Linked DNA regions of Mus musculus: all the other regions are linked to region 2. The links are chromatin contacts, called in public HiChIP or PLAC-seq and promoter capture Hi-C maps. All regions are on one chromosome and are shown on one strand. The core of a region is the stretch at or near the end of the contact, and the rest is flanking DNA. Distances in the headings are between cores, read along the strand shown. Region 1 holds the start of Acvr1b (activin A receptor, type 1B). Region 2 holds the start of Nr4a1 (nuclear receptor subfamily 4, group A, member 1). Region 3 holds the start of Krt80 (keratin 80).

Region 1 (4,154 bases), core at 1,310-3,809, 93 kb before region 2:
CAGGGAGGGCCCTGAAAAATGACCATTGCTATTCTGATGACAGATAATTTGTATTTGTTAGCACTATATGGATATGTGTAAAGGTGTGCTCGCTCACTCACATGTACACACATGGAGACCAGAGGTCAACAGTGGTCATCTTCTTTTATTGATCTTCACCCTATCTCTATCTATCTATCTATCTATCCATCCATCATCCATCATCTGTTATCTACCTATTACCTATCTATCCATCTATCATCTATTGTTTACCTTTTACCTATCTATCCATCCATCTATCTATTCATCTGTCTGTCTGTCTGTCATCTATCTGGGAGTAAAGGCATGCATGTCCCGATGCACATGTAGAACTCAGAAGACAATCTGTGGGAGTCTGTTCTCTGTGTCAACTCCAGTCATCAGGTTTGGCAACAAGCACCTTTACCTGCTAAGCTATCTTGCTGGCCCACCACCTTACCTTGAACAGATCTTTGTTGAACTTGAAGCTTGGTTGGCCAGTGAGACTCTGGGGTCTGCTTGTTCCTGCCCTCCTACTGCTAGGGCTCACAGATGTGAGCTGTGCACCTGTTTTCTATCTGGGTGCTGGAGATCTGGACTTGGGTCCTTGTAGTAACACAGTGGGCACTTTACCAATTAAGCCATCTCCCCAGACTTGGATGTGGAGACACAGGCTGGGAGAGAAGACTGCCATGTGAAGATGGGGCACCAAGGATTCTGGGAACTACCGGAAGCTCAAAGGGAAGGAGTCATTTCTGAAGAGTTTGATGGAACGTGGCCAAGTGATTTGGGGTTTCTAAGCTTCAGAGTAAACAGAGAATAAATTTGTTATGTAATGCCAACTTTGGTCCAGTGGCCCTCAGTACTGTTGGACCACAGCTGGGGGCCTAAAGGAGGATAGATACAGCATAGTTGGGTAGACCAGTAAGACAGACTTGGAGAAGTAGGCTACTTTTGGGGGGCAGGTCATGATTGAGGGTAAAAAGAATAAAAATGGTGGTGTTTATTTACCCAGCTATGCACTAAGCACCAGTTTGACTTTCTACTTGTGTGTGTTTGTGTGTTGTACCTGGGGAATGAGACCAGAAGTCCTGTTTTCCTTGGGTTCTTTGTGTTGGAGACAATTATAAGGTAAGATGTCAGAACAGCGCCCCCCACCTTTGTTTGTTTGTTGGTTGGTTTGGGTTTTTTGTTTGTTTGTTTGTTTTTGAGACAGGTTTCTCTGAGTAGTCCTGGCTCTTCTGGGACTCACTCTGTAGACCACACTGTCCCAGAACTCAAGAGATCTGCCTGCCTCTCCTCCCTCCCTCCTTCTTGACGGTCTTCTCTATCCCTTGGTCTCACACATGAAACTATCTATGACTTTGAAAGGCTAAGATGTTGCCTGTTTTCTCCTAGTTGGTTATCAGAAGCAGAATACAGATCCCAAAGTCTCTTGTGAGCTCTTCAGAAAGATACGGGATCATTTGCCTTTTATAAGTATTTCCTACTAGGTTTGAAAGTAATGTTTATCTGGAAACTATTTAGAAGTTACTGGAATACTTAAAGGAGAAACAAAAAATTATTTCAGCCTGCCTCTGTGGCACACACACCTTTAGACCCAGCACTTGAGAAGCAGAAACAGGCAGTTCTCAGTGAGTTTGAGGCCAGCCTGGACAACATAATAAGACTCTGTCTCAAAAACAAACTGAAAACCTTAGTAGTAATATTGAGTAATATCGTTCCCTTTTCTCCTACGCATACATGCATACATATCATCCACAAAAATTTATTGTAAAGGTTGGTGTTTACATTTTCATTTAACATGGAGTAACATTTCCTCGCGCCATTAGTTTTTGTAAACCGATTTTTAATCACTAGTGCTCCTTCACATGAGTGAGCCACAGTTTATCTAAGCTTCTATGATTGCTTCTCTAGTTTCCAGCTTTTTCCAATGATAAATAAGCAAGGGAACATTTTGCGTAAATATTTAGCCTCATTATTTCCTGAAGACAGACAGGAGGAAATGCCGGGCAAATGCAATGCGTTTTGTGAAGCTGTCTGATAGGTGCTGTCACATTGTTTCCCAAAATGGTTCTACCTGGCCAGCACCCTCACCAAGGCTGTCAGCCGTGCCAGCCTAGCTACATTTCGAAAACACAGACGCTCGCTCGCACAGGTAGTTGTGTCCAGCTCGCTGCAGCGGGAGGGAGCCTCGAGGGGACGCCGGTCAGGAGACTCTGGCGACGAACCCAGCGGGACACAACGGGCCGGAGGGTCGGGGCTGGGGGAAGGAAGGAGGACGGGCGCCGGCGCGGCCACTCCGCGGAGGGAGGAGGGAGACTGTCGGTCGGCGGACCCGGCCTCCCCCGCTTTCGGCTCAGCTCCGCACGGGTGCGCGAGGTTGGCCGAGGCGAGAGCCTCCGCCCCTTTAACAGGGACCCTCCCCTTTAAGGCGGGCGCACGCGCGCACCCGGCCCCGCCCTTCGGGGGCGCGCGCGGCGGCGGCCGCACCGGCTCCCGGGAGCTCACGTGCCGGCGCGGAGCGAAGGAGCCGGGCGCGCGCGGGCGGGCGGGAGGAGGGAGGGAGGGAGGGAGAGAGGCGCCGGGGGCGCGCGCGCGCGCTGGGCGCTGCTGGGCTGCGGCGGCGGTTACTATGGCGGAGTCGGCCGGAGCCTCCTCCTTCTTCCCCCTTGTTGTCCTCCTGCTCGCCGGCAGCGGCGGGTCCGGGCCCCGGGGGATCCAGGGTGAGTCCGGGGCGGGGATGGGGGGGGGGGGCGCGGGATACAGACGGCCAGGCGAGGCCTCGCGCTCGCCGTGGGGCTCGGGCGCGCCCCCTCCCCAGCCGCGCAATATGGCCGGGCGGGGGGCGCGGAGGGCCGGGGTGGCGCTGGGTCAGCCTTGGGGACCCGCGCGCTCTTCCAGACGGAGCCCGACCGGGGCGCCCAGGGGGTCGCGCCTCCTGCACCCTCCGCTCCCACCCCAGGCTTCCTCGAGATGTGGAGGTCCCTGGCTCCTGCCCTTCAGCGCGTCCGTGCGAGGGGGGTTATTCCCTGCCAGCAGATGCTCCTGGGGGCGCCTTTTCTCCCGCCAAGATTGTGGGGTTCGACGATGGGGGGCTTGTTTCTCCGATGTGTTCTGTTGCCGAGAGCCTATGCGTACCCTAGGCTAGGAGGGTAGGGGTCTCTAAGCCTCCCTTCATCATGGGGTGCCCCTACCCTCTTTCCCCTGCCACCCTGATGGTCTAGGCACCGGAGTCACATTCCCCCTTCTTTCGCTCAGCTCCTTGGGTTCTGCAGGGCACCCCCCTCCCACCCACCTCGGATATCCATGCCTGTAGACGCTGTTTGGAGGAAATGGGGCGAGCAGGCCCCTAAACCTTTTTGGAGATTGGCCTCAGAGCCATTCCAACCCTGTGAAAACCTAGTTCCCCAGCTGTTAATCTGAATCTAGGTGTATGTGTGTTTGCATGCCTCCTCACCTCCCCCACCCCGCCCCAGGGGGCCCATTCAGTTAATCACTCCGAGGATGCTTTTCAGGTGAGATCCTGAAAACTGCTTCCAACCCCCCCACCCCCAATTATTTAAAGACCCCCACGGTTGGACCGTCTCCCTGGCCCTTGGTCAGTACTTTTGCCTTGACACACAGTCCCTCCTCCCGGCACCCACCCTCCACACACACCCCTTACCTTCCAGCCTTAAGGGCCTTGTGTGGCCAGGCCCACCCCCACCTTTCCCAGTACAGAGGTGGAGACGTTTCTGTGGGACACTACACCGGCTGTGTTGTTTATGAGGCTTGTGAGGCTGGGAAGAGCCGGTGAAACCCTAAAATATTTCATCTGGTAGTATTCTCAAATGTGCTTTGGCATTGGGGTTACAGAAGAAGGTTATATTTGGCAGTTGCATCGAAGTGATTATTGACCCACAGATGGATATGGTGAGACAATTAGGGGTTGTATTTGCTGCTCCCATTGTACAAAGCCTTCTGCTTTGGCTTCTCAGCCGCCCCCAACCTTCCAGCAATGGAAGTTCGTGTGTGTGTGTGTGTGTGTGTGTGTGTGTGTGTGTGTCTGTCTGTCTGTCTGTCTGTCTGTCTGTCTGTGGCTCTAATCTGCACGCGCACACACACACACACACACACACACACACACACGAGATGCTCAGGTGGGTCTTGGTTTA
Region 2 (4,651 bases), core at 1,612-4,111:
GGTGGGCCTGTGGCTGACACTGCACTGCAGAGAGGGTAGGAATTAGCTGAAGGACCTTACCCTAGGGTACACTGGTAGGCTGGGCCCTGGTGTGGGGCCTGACTGGATAGCACTGGTTTGTATCTGCAGTATGTTAGCTCTTCTCCCTGCCCTTGGTGCGTTTTGGGCATTCAGCTCTAGTTTTGGACACACAGCTCCCAGAATTACTCATTCTCTGTTCTTCCCCCACCCCCTACCGCAGTGAGCAGTTGAACCTGGTTTGAGTCTTAAGAGCAGGACTTGGTGGTCCACTGAGAGGCTTCTGCCCAGGCTGGGACCAGGTTGGCTCCAGGTCTCCCAAAGCCTGCGTCAATTATCTACCTGCTTCCATCCTGCAGAGTCCTGGGCTAGTGTTGTTGGGCAGCCTCTGGCCTGCAAGGATGAAGTGTGGGATGCCCCCAAGTCCTTTATGCCTTTCTTCTGTCTGTGCTAGGGTTCATGCTCCACATTGGTGGCCCTAGCTATGTTCCCACAGAGGGACTCTTTCTCTGCCTCACACTTCCCCAGCAGCAGCTGCTGTTCCTTGTCCCCCTCTAGCCTTGAGGCAGCAAGAACCTTTGTAGTGTGTAGTGGCTCAAGGAGGTTGGCCTGGGTGAGAGTGTGCTCTTGGGCTGTCCTCTGCTGCTTACCCTTTAGCTTCTCCCTCAGGAGAAGTGGTCTGTGCTACTTTTTTGTGAAGGCAGAATGGTGGGGAAAGTGGATAATGCTAGAACTCAGGATGGCACACCCTGGTGAAGACAGGACCTGCACCTGCTTCTGCTGGAGGGAGGGACCGTCCTGGCTTGTCTTGCTGGCATATTTAAACACATCTTGGGAGTAGAGGGGAGGTGGGGGGCTGGGTGGAGAGATAAAATGGGGAGCCAGATATGACATAACCAGAGCTAAGGTTATTTGTCCTTTAGAGCAAAGGCATCCATTCTCATAGAACCCCTGGGTCCTGTCTTCAAGTGTGTGTGTGGGGCATAAATGATAGTAGTGGCTTCCATATTTAAACAAGGGCCCAAGTAAACTTTTGTGCAAGGGCCCAAGGAAAGAAAGATCCAACTATGGATGATGTGGGGGTGGGAGGGTCCAGGATGGCTCCAGTGGACATCATCCTGTCCACACTTCTTCTCCTAGGTGGCTTTTTGTCCTTTGGAAGGTGGCTTGGTAAAGTCCAGAGCTATGGACTCAGCCGCAACGAGACTACACGTTAGCCTGGGGGGGGGGTTGCTGGTAACTTCTGAACATATCACCGAATGACATCAGCAGTGTATGAAAACTGTTCCGTATGCAGGGGACAGTGATTAAAAAGAAATAGCAGGCTGGTTGGGGGGGGGGGTCTTTTGTGGTGATGGGATGGACTCCAGGTTACAAATGCTAGGCAAGCAAGAACTCTACCACTGAGCTACGCCCTTAGCCCATTTTTAAAAACCGGTTATGGCCAGAATAGGCCGTCATTGGATAGTCTCGGTTAGTCTGCTGCACTGGTGGGCTGGCAGCAGAAATCGGGAACCAGGGGGTGGGGTCAAGGATGGGATAGAGATACTGCAAAGAGAATCCCTAGTAGGGAAAGCTAACCACTGAATCTTTTCTCCATACCCCTTCCTTTCTCTTACCTGACTACAAATGAGGTTTCCTTTAGCTTAGACTGGGATGGAGATGTGACCTGCAGGGTGACAGCTCCAGGTGGCTGCAGCCTGGTCTGCACTTTGAGTACAGCCCTGGCCAGACCCTTCCCTGCAAGCAGTAACTGGTTACAGCTGCTCTCTTCACTGCTGGAGCAGGTAGTGGGGAGGCAGGTGGGTCCCCATCAGGGACTGGGACCAGGGAATTGACAGAAGAGTGTGAAAAGGAGATGGAGTTCGATGGCCCTGGGTTCAAGACCCCATTGTGCTACTACCTAGCTTAGTGACCTTGAACAAGTACCATTATGTCTCTGAATCTATTTATAAAATGGGGAAGAGTTGGCAAGAGTTTGGAAAGATTTCTCAGGCTCCACCCGGTTCTGAAATTCGGCAATTTCTCAACTAGGGTGCATCCATCCTGCGAGGGGTTAAGAGGCCATCGCTGAGAAACCAGCATCGGTGTGGAGCCGAGCCCGTTGACCCAGCCTGGCAAAGCTATGCCCTTTGGGAAGGAACCTTGAAGGCCAGAGTGCCTGTCCTCAGTCCTGGGGCTAGAGACCCTGCACATTGCCAAGGCTGAGGCACGGGCCCAGCCCACCTCCTATCTTCTGGGTGTGTCCCAGAATGGCTTGCCTCAGCCCTGAACTGCCCTGGCTGCTCAGAATGGCAGAGAGTGATACCCTAGGTGTCCAGGACAGACTGGGAAAGGGACAAAAGCGGAGCAGGGCCTGGGGTAGGGGTGGGCAGGAGGGAGAGGGAGCTGTTGGCACCAGGAGCAGCTGGAGGGGAGGAGATCCTGTTCTGGGGAAGCCCTGCGGGCACGGATTTACAACACCCCCTCCTCCTGGTCGGTTATTTCGGACCCCGGGACCCGATCCCGGGTCCGGCTTGGTGAGCCTAGTGGGTCTGGAAGCTACTATATTTAGCCGGCGCAGCGGGCGAGAGGAAAACTATTTATAGATCAAACAATCCGCGCTCCCTGCGTCAATGGAACCCCGCGTGCGTCACGCGCGCAGACATTCCAGGCCCCCCCTCTTCGCCCCGCCCCCTCGGGCTCCCCGTCCCCGCGCCTCCTCCTGGCCGCCTCCCGCCGGAACCGCGCCGCCCCCCGCGCCCTTGTATGGCCAAAGCTCGCCGGGCCGTGTGCGTCAGTGGCGCCCCCGCCCCTCTCCATGCGTCACGGAGCGCTTAAGATGTGGGTCGGGCTCGCCAGGGGAGCCCCAGTGCAGGAGGCTGCGAAAGTTGGGGGAGTGTGCTAGAAGGACTGCGGAGCGGAGCGCACGCGGGACCAGGCTGCGACTGGGTCGCTGGTCCCGGCCACAGGGAGTGGGAGCCGGCTGGGTAGGTACCCCGCAGGGAGCGTGTTTCTGTTTCTAGGGACAGTGCATGAAAGAGATGGGGTGTACGCGCGGGCGAAAAGGAAGGGTGTTTTCGGGTCGGCTTACGAGGAGGGGTGTGTAGGGTGCATTTTTGGTATTAAAGGATAGCTCTTGGAGTAGGGTGAGCCAGGGCTTGAAGTTTAGGAAGCGGGCGAAGGGTCTGCAAGGTGCTTGGTTTTGGTAGGTAGTGGGCGCTTGTTTAGGAGGTTTCCCCGCTAGGATCTCCAGTGTGAGGCACTCTGTACTCTGGGTTTGGGTGTTGATTGCCGGGTAGGGGGTTGTCTGAGCATGGACTGGGAAAAGGTACTCAGAGCTTCGGCGTTGCTGGGATCCATCCAAGTACAAGTAAGATTGGATTTCCACGGGTCTCCTTCCCGGGCTCTCAGCCCCCTTTCCCAGTGTTTACTTAATACTTCATAGGCTGTACTTAGATTTTCTGATTCCCTTACCGAACTTTCTTTCTGAACCGTGCTGGAAGACCTGGGGGTTGCTGAAGGAAATGGCTAGCTAGGTTGGCTGGGTAATGGTTGTGTTAGACTAAGTTGTCAGAGTATCTAGAAACCTAGGAGCTGTAGCCTGGTGCAGCTACTGAAAGCCGCACGTGGAGCCTGGGTGGAAGTTGCTCACGATAGAGTCTCGATGTAGTACTGACTAGGGGGGAGACCCCTTCTGTCATCAGACAGACTTGTATACCCCAGTGGTCTTTTGAGTCTGTTAGGTAGGGTGCAGCCTGCGGGCTTGGTCACCTAACAGGTGTTGCCAGGACCTGCCCCAAGCCGGATTCTCCCACTCCCTCTTTCAACCCCGCCTCTTCCTCCTCCTTGAGACACCCCCACCCCCTCAGGAGGCTAGATGCAGATCTGTATCTTGTGTTGCGGACTATCGGCCTGAAGCTGGGTAGATTGGTGGGGGTTGATCCGGATGTAGGATGTCCAAGTGGAGAAACAGGATTTGAATGGAGCTGGAACAAACGCCCAGTCCTGACTGGCTGCCACCCTTCTTCCTCCACCCCCAACCCATCCCTTCCCAGGCTTCTTGCAAACAGAGGCAGAAGTGGCCATATTTCTTTCTTTCTCCCAGGTGCTGTATGCCCTAGGGACTTGACACGGGGCAGGCGGGGTGGGAACTGGTTGGGGGGGGGGTGCTGTTTTATGGGAAGTCGTATGCCTAGCCAGCGGTGGAGCTGTCCTGGCTAGGCACCCAGGGGTGGTGTGGGGAATGGGAGAAATACTGGGACTAGAGGGTCTCAAGGGCCAGCAGGTGGTGATAGTCTTTTTCTCCACCCCACCCTCTGCTCCAGCACCCTCTGCCTCAGCACCCTCTGCCTCAGCACCCTCTGCCTCAGCACCCTCTGCCTCAGCACCCTCTGCCTCAGCACCCTCTGCCTCAGCACCCTCTGCCCCAGCACCCTCTGCCCCAGCACCCTCTGCCTCAGCACCCTCTGCCTCAGCACCCTCTGCCTCAGCACCCTCTGCCTCAGCACCCTCTGCCTCAGCACCCTCTGCCTCAGTGTTCCTGTGTGACCTGTCTTTTCAACTAGAAAGTCTAGAACTGTACAGACCCCAGAGTTGGAGGTGGAAAGGGACACTAGGTCCTGGAGCCTCCTCTGTGGGCTTTTTTGACCAG
Region 3 (4,816 bases), core at 1,374-3,873, 100 kb after region 2:
CCACAAGCACTCGTTTCTCTGGGAGGCAGAAGGCTTCGAAGGGGGAGAGGAGTGGAGTCCTCCTTCCTCTTCTCTGCTCAGGATCCCAGCCTTGCTCTGGGCCTGGAATCCATTTTCTGTGCTTTCCCTGCCAGTACTTCTCTCTGAAGCCTGGGCTGTGCCTTGCCCTATGGCCCCTCCCCATCCTTTCCCTTCCTCTTCGGGCCTGCGGTGTGTGTGGCTAGGAGCTCCCTGAATGAGGCTTATTTGCTCAGAAAACTTGCACTATCTGCTAGATGTGTTCCAACTACTATTCAAAAGTCGTCCCATTTGATTGAGAAACCCATTACATGGATGTGCACTGAGGCCCAGAGAGGTTCAGCAGGTTGCCTGCAGTTACACAGCAGACTGGTGGTGGGTCCAGGGTTCAAACTCAGAAATAGGGTTCTAATACTTTTTTAGTCCCTTGGGGTCTCCCAAGCCTCTGCTTAGCACAGGGCTGGAACCCATAGTTCCCTGTACCCTACAGTGATGGGCACCCCACCTCAAGGCCAACTTTGAGAGCTAGGAAGCTTGAGTTCTGCTAAGGACCTTCAAGGACCCTAACTGTGAGGGCTCCTTCCCTGGGCCCACACCCACGGTTCCCACCCGGTGCCCATGGCAGTGGCACAGAGTGACATCAGCATTGGCAATCGTTCGAAGGAGAGAAAAGCCACCCATGGGAGCCAAATTACATAGTTCAGCGAAGCACTCCTTTTAAGGGATTAGCCAGGCTTGTCAAGGAGGCACCTCTGCAGGGCCTACCTCTCAGGCCGTGGGTTCCATCTGCAGCTGTGGAAAGGTCTTCTTGCTCCTCCCCCAATGTGGGCATCTTGGATGTAAATGAGGAGACTCTGAACTAGTCAGAAGAGGCAGGGAAAGACACCATTTCTGCCTCAGATCTCTCTCTCTCTCTGTCTCTGTCTATCTGTCTGTCTGTCTGTCTGTCTGTCTGTCTGTCTGTCTGTCTGTCATACACACATACACATCATACACATCATACACACACAGACCTGAGTTTAAATATAAACCGTATCAGTTGTTGGCTCTGTGACTCTGGGCAATGCAATGAGTCTCTCTGGTCCTATTGCCTCATCTGCACAGCTGGGAAAACAACGTTTGTAGTGATGTTAGTTAGCACTGGCCCACCGCCGCCTTGCTACGTTCCTGTGGCATTCAGGCATCCAGGCCACACGTGGCACTCTCTTCTCACTGCCTGTCTGTCTGTACACCCCCACAGCTCAGGACCCCAGAAATGTGCAAGGGTTTGCAGACTCAGAAACCAAGAGGCAGATAAGGACTGGCCAGGGTTCCCTGTTCTGCGCAAAGTCATGAGATGTCTTTCTTTACAGTTAAGGGGATTTGAGGTGAACCTGTGAGGTGCCCTGTGGTGCCTAGCACACCAGTGTGTAGTTCAGTCAGTGCGGCTCTGACACAGGAGGAAGCAGGGCTGGGAGGATTGTTCACAGAGGCTTCTTGGAGTGGTTGAGTGGGCACAGGCTTGGAAGGTAGACAGGACTTCCTGAAGCCCTAGGCTAGCTGCAGGCAGTGAGTCTAGGAAGTGTGGGGGCCATGTTGTTAGGGGCCTGTTCCTTCCACCTAGGTGAGTGCAAAGCAGGCCAACTGTTGGCTGCTGGCTGGATTCTGACACAGTCCTCTACATTCCTTTCTCCTGACAAGCCAAAGTTGCGTCTTTACTCATACAAACTCCATGGCAGCCTCCTTCTGCCCCCGCTCCCACCCCCACCCCTTTGGACCTGCCAGAACAGTGGCTCTACGGATGAATGGGGAAAGCCAGCAGGGTGGGAGGGAGATGCTGGTACAGAGGCTTGGGGTTTTGAGGGCATCTTAGCAGTATCTCCCATCCACCCACCTGGGCAGAAGTCAGCAGGCCACACCTCCATAGGCCATCCCGAGAAGCACCCCTTGACTGTTACAGGGGTACACGGAGCCCTCCCATCCCCAGCCAGGTAGTGCACCCTTATCCAGTACCCCGCAGAGTCACCCTGAAGTTCCTTTCACCCCAGACACCAGGATGTATCAGGTTTCCCTAACCCATCTCTGCAGGTTTAGCCATGCTGCATCCCCATTGGCTGGGATCAGGGGCGGGGCATGACCGATGCTCAGGGAACCACCAGCCAGGTCACCTGGAAAGCCTGGGGCCCTTCTGTTTTGGTGCCCTCTCCCACTTAGCTCACCTTGCCAATCAGGGAGGCAAATTTATCATTGAGAGCCTTCATCTCCTCCTTTTCTTGATTCTTCTGCTGTTGAACAGCTGGATCCACCTTGAGGTCCAGAGGCACCAGCAGGCTGGGGTTCACAGTCACCTTGGGGATGGTGCCAGCTGGCCTGCAGCTTGTGAGGCTTCGAGAGCTGAAGCCAGGCCCAGGGAGCCCACAGCTGCCCCATCCTGAGGTCCCAGGCTGGGGACTGCCCGCAGGGGTCATCTCACAGCCGCTGAGGCTGCTGAAGCCAACGACGCAGGAGCGGTAGGCCATGGTGGCCCCCCTGGGCCTGGGAGCCGGAGGGCTCACCAGTGAGCTAGGGAGATTTGGAGTTGGTGGCTGGCAGCCGCCTCCTGTCACATCCAGGGCCGGCTGGGGACTGAGGCGAAAACACCTGTTGCATAGTGTTCATTAGCTACAGGAGGGCGGGACTCCTCCAAGCCAGACCAACCTGTTAGTTAGATGATGTGGCTCCCGCCCTCCCCGTACCACAGCTTTCTGTCTGCCCTACAGGGGCTCTGCCTTGTTGAAGGGGCTTGTCACAGTCCCCTGCAAGAGGGGCCTGACTGAGGAGGGGGCCTGCGGCCGGGCTGGCTGGGTGGGGCAGGGTGGGGCCGGGTGGTCAGTGCCAAGAAGGCGAAGTTCTGAAGGAAGGAGCAGGGAGAAAGGCGGGCAGCCAGCCACAGATCACGCTGCATACCGAAAGGCTGACGTATCTGGGCTCGCATACTTCTGGAAAAGATGAAGCAAGTGTAGCCCTGAGCTCCAAGGGTGATGACTGCCCTGGGCGCCATGCCAGGCTGTTGTTGGAAAACAGCCCCCTTATTATTTATCTTATCCATCTGTCAGTGTCCCCTGCTAATTTCCCATTCCCTCTTGCCCTCTCTCCCTTACTGAGGACCAGCCGAGTGCACCCCACTGACTCAAGGCCTGCAGGAAGCACATGACCGAGGCCTAGAGCTCTTGGTTTTTGAAACGTGACGTGACATTGGGTTGCGTGCGGAGTCAGCTTGGTTGTTCCCACTGGTAGAAAACCTCAATTATGTGGCTGTATTTTACCCTCATCTGAAAAATGGGCTTAAGATTTCAGTCACAAGCAGAGTAGAGGACCCACTCCAAACAGCTGGCCTGGGTTCAGAGTCCTCTCCCCCCCCCCCCCCCCCCCCCCCGCTCCAGGGGCCAAGAGGGTCTCTGATTGGCTGTAGTTCTGCCTCCAGGTGTCCAGCTCCTTGCCCTGCCTTCTCCTTCACTCTTCTTCCCGTTCCTCCTCCATGGCTACCCGTACAGCTTCTACCTTCTTCATGGAAAATCTGGTACGGAAACAGGCATCAAGGTGCCCAAGGAATTTCTGGAAACTACAAAGGTTCTCAGCCCAGTGCTCAGCCAGGGCCTGCTCTTCCTTATCCAGAGATGGCCTCTTCTTACCCACCCTGCTAGGTCCAGCATAATCTCCCTGAGCTCAGAGAAGGGTGTGTCTGTAAAAACCAAGGGGACTCGGCCTTTGAGGGGACCGAGGCAGTCACACATTTTAACCAGGCATGATGGTTGAGCCACATGACCTACACCTGCCTGGGGTCCAGGCCTGGTTCCCATGAATGGGCACTTCTGGTTCACTTGGATACAGAATTCTGCATCAGGAGTCTGTCTGGATCCTGGATTCCAGGATCTACCGTGGGTAATTGGGTTCCCAGGACAATGTATGCCCTACTTCTGTGGCATGCTATATGTACCCCACTCAGCAGCCTGGTGTGTCTGGTATGGCCGCCCCAACCTCCCACCGTCTTCTTCTGGTATCTGAATGGCATGCTGTCAGATCTAGTGGCATACCCTTCCTGGTCAGCCCAGAGTGCTCTGAGGGGGCAGCCAGTGGCATCTGCGCTTGGTACGGCCTGAGTGTTCTCTCTGTCCTTACCATTGCCTCCATTTAAGGCATATGCCAAATGAATTCACTGTCCTCAGTACAGAGGGTGGGGTGGCGTGCCTGGTCTCAGGGCACTGGTTGTTTATGGTGACTTTGGAAGCCACCGGAAGGGCGGGGGACCAAGAACGAAGCTGGTTTTGTCTCCTTATTGTTTGCTTTGGTCAGGTCGGTTCCTCTTAACGCTCAGTTCAGCCTGTCACGTCCCACTGAATTTGACAGGTTCTTGGTAAGTCACAGTCAGTGGTCACTCCCAGCCGACATGGAGGCCTTTGTCTCTGGGGGCTTTCCTTAGGGATGCTCTTGACTCCCTAGAAGAATGGCTACTGGGTGGGACATGGGAGCTATCTGTTGCCACCCCCCCCCCCCCGGCTCCGAGCTCTCTTTGGGTGCTGAGGTGACTTTGACTGCCACGGCTGTGATTGCCAAACAGGAACAGCAGAAAAAAAAAAGCCCCAAATAAACAAACTCTACAGCTCTGCCCCACCTACTTCTTGGTCCTTCCTGAGGAAGTCCTCCCATGACCCCTAACCTCCTCTGGCTCTACTTCCCTCTCCTTGGCATCCCTGAGACCCATTTGAACAGGTTGTCTCTGACCAGAGGCTTTCCCTCTCAGACTGGAAGGGCATCTACTTTTGCTGAGCTCAGATAGGAT

Evidence for each region. HiChIP or PLAC-seq counts read pairs in DNA pulled down with a chosen protein or histone mark. Capture Hi-C pulls out chosen DNA fragments and counts their contacts.
Region 1: a contact with region 2 is called in a promoter capture Hi-C map of pancreatic islet. The contact joins the promoter of Acvr1b here to the promoter of Nr4a1 in region 2. A contact is called at or near these places in 1 of 15 datasets of contacts at CTCF or cohesin (the NIH/3T3 cell line), 1 of 484 Hi-C or Micro-C datasets (embryonic stem cells), 6 of 115 datasets of contacts at active chromatin or transcription factors (embryonic stem cells, memory CD8 T cells, microglia and 1 more) and 2 of 9 other capture datasets (adipose tissue and pancreatic islet).
Region 3: a contact with region 2 is called in an HNF4G HiChIP or PLAC-seq map of pancreatic cancer cells. The contact joins the promoter of Krt80 here to the promoter of Nr4a1 in region 2. A contact is called at or near these places in 1 of 484 Hi-C or Micro-C datasets (muscle stem cells) and 1 of 115 datasets of contacts at active chromatin or transcription factors (pancreatic cancer cells).

What each region holds. Positions count from the first base shown.
Region 1 is chr15:101,171,513-101,175,666 of GRCm38.p6, forward strand. Acvr1b (activin A receptor, type 1B) reads left to right here and starts at 2,560. Exons shown (of 9, transcript NM_007395.4): 1 at 2,560-2,723. The coding sequence starts at 2,633.
Region 2 is chr15:101,263,985-101,268,635 of GRCm38.p6, forward strand. Nr4a1 (nuclear receptor subfamily 4, group A, member 1) reads left to right here and starts at 2,862. Exons shown (of 7, transcript NM_010444.2): 1 at 2,862-2,987.
Region 3 is chr15:101,367,539-101,372,354 of GRCm38.p6, forward strand. It overlaps Krt80 (keratin 80), which reads right to left and starts at 2,624. Exons shown (of 9, transcript NM_028770.3): 1 at 2,217-2,624. The coding sequence starts at 2,516. The region is part of intron 1 of Gm35853 (a long non-coding RNA gene); the gene reads left to right. It overlaps Mir1941 (microRNA 1941), which reads left to right and starts at 1,814; the gene lies at 1,814-1,896.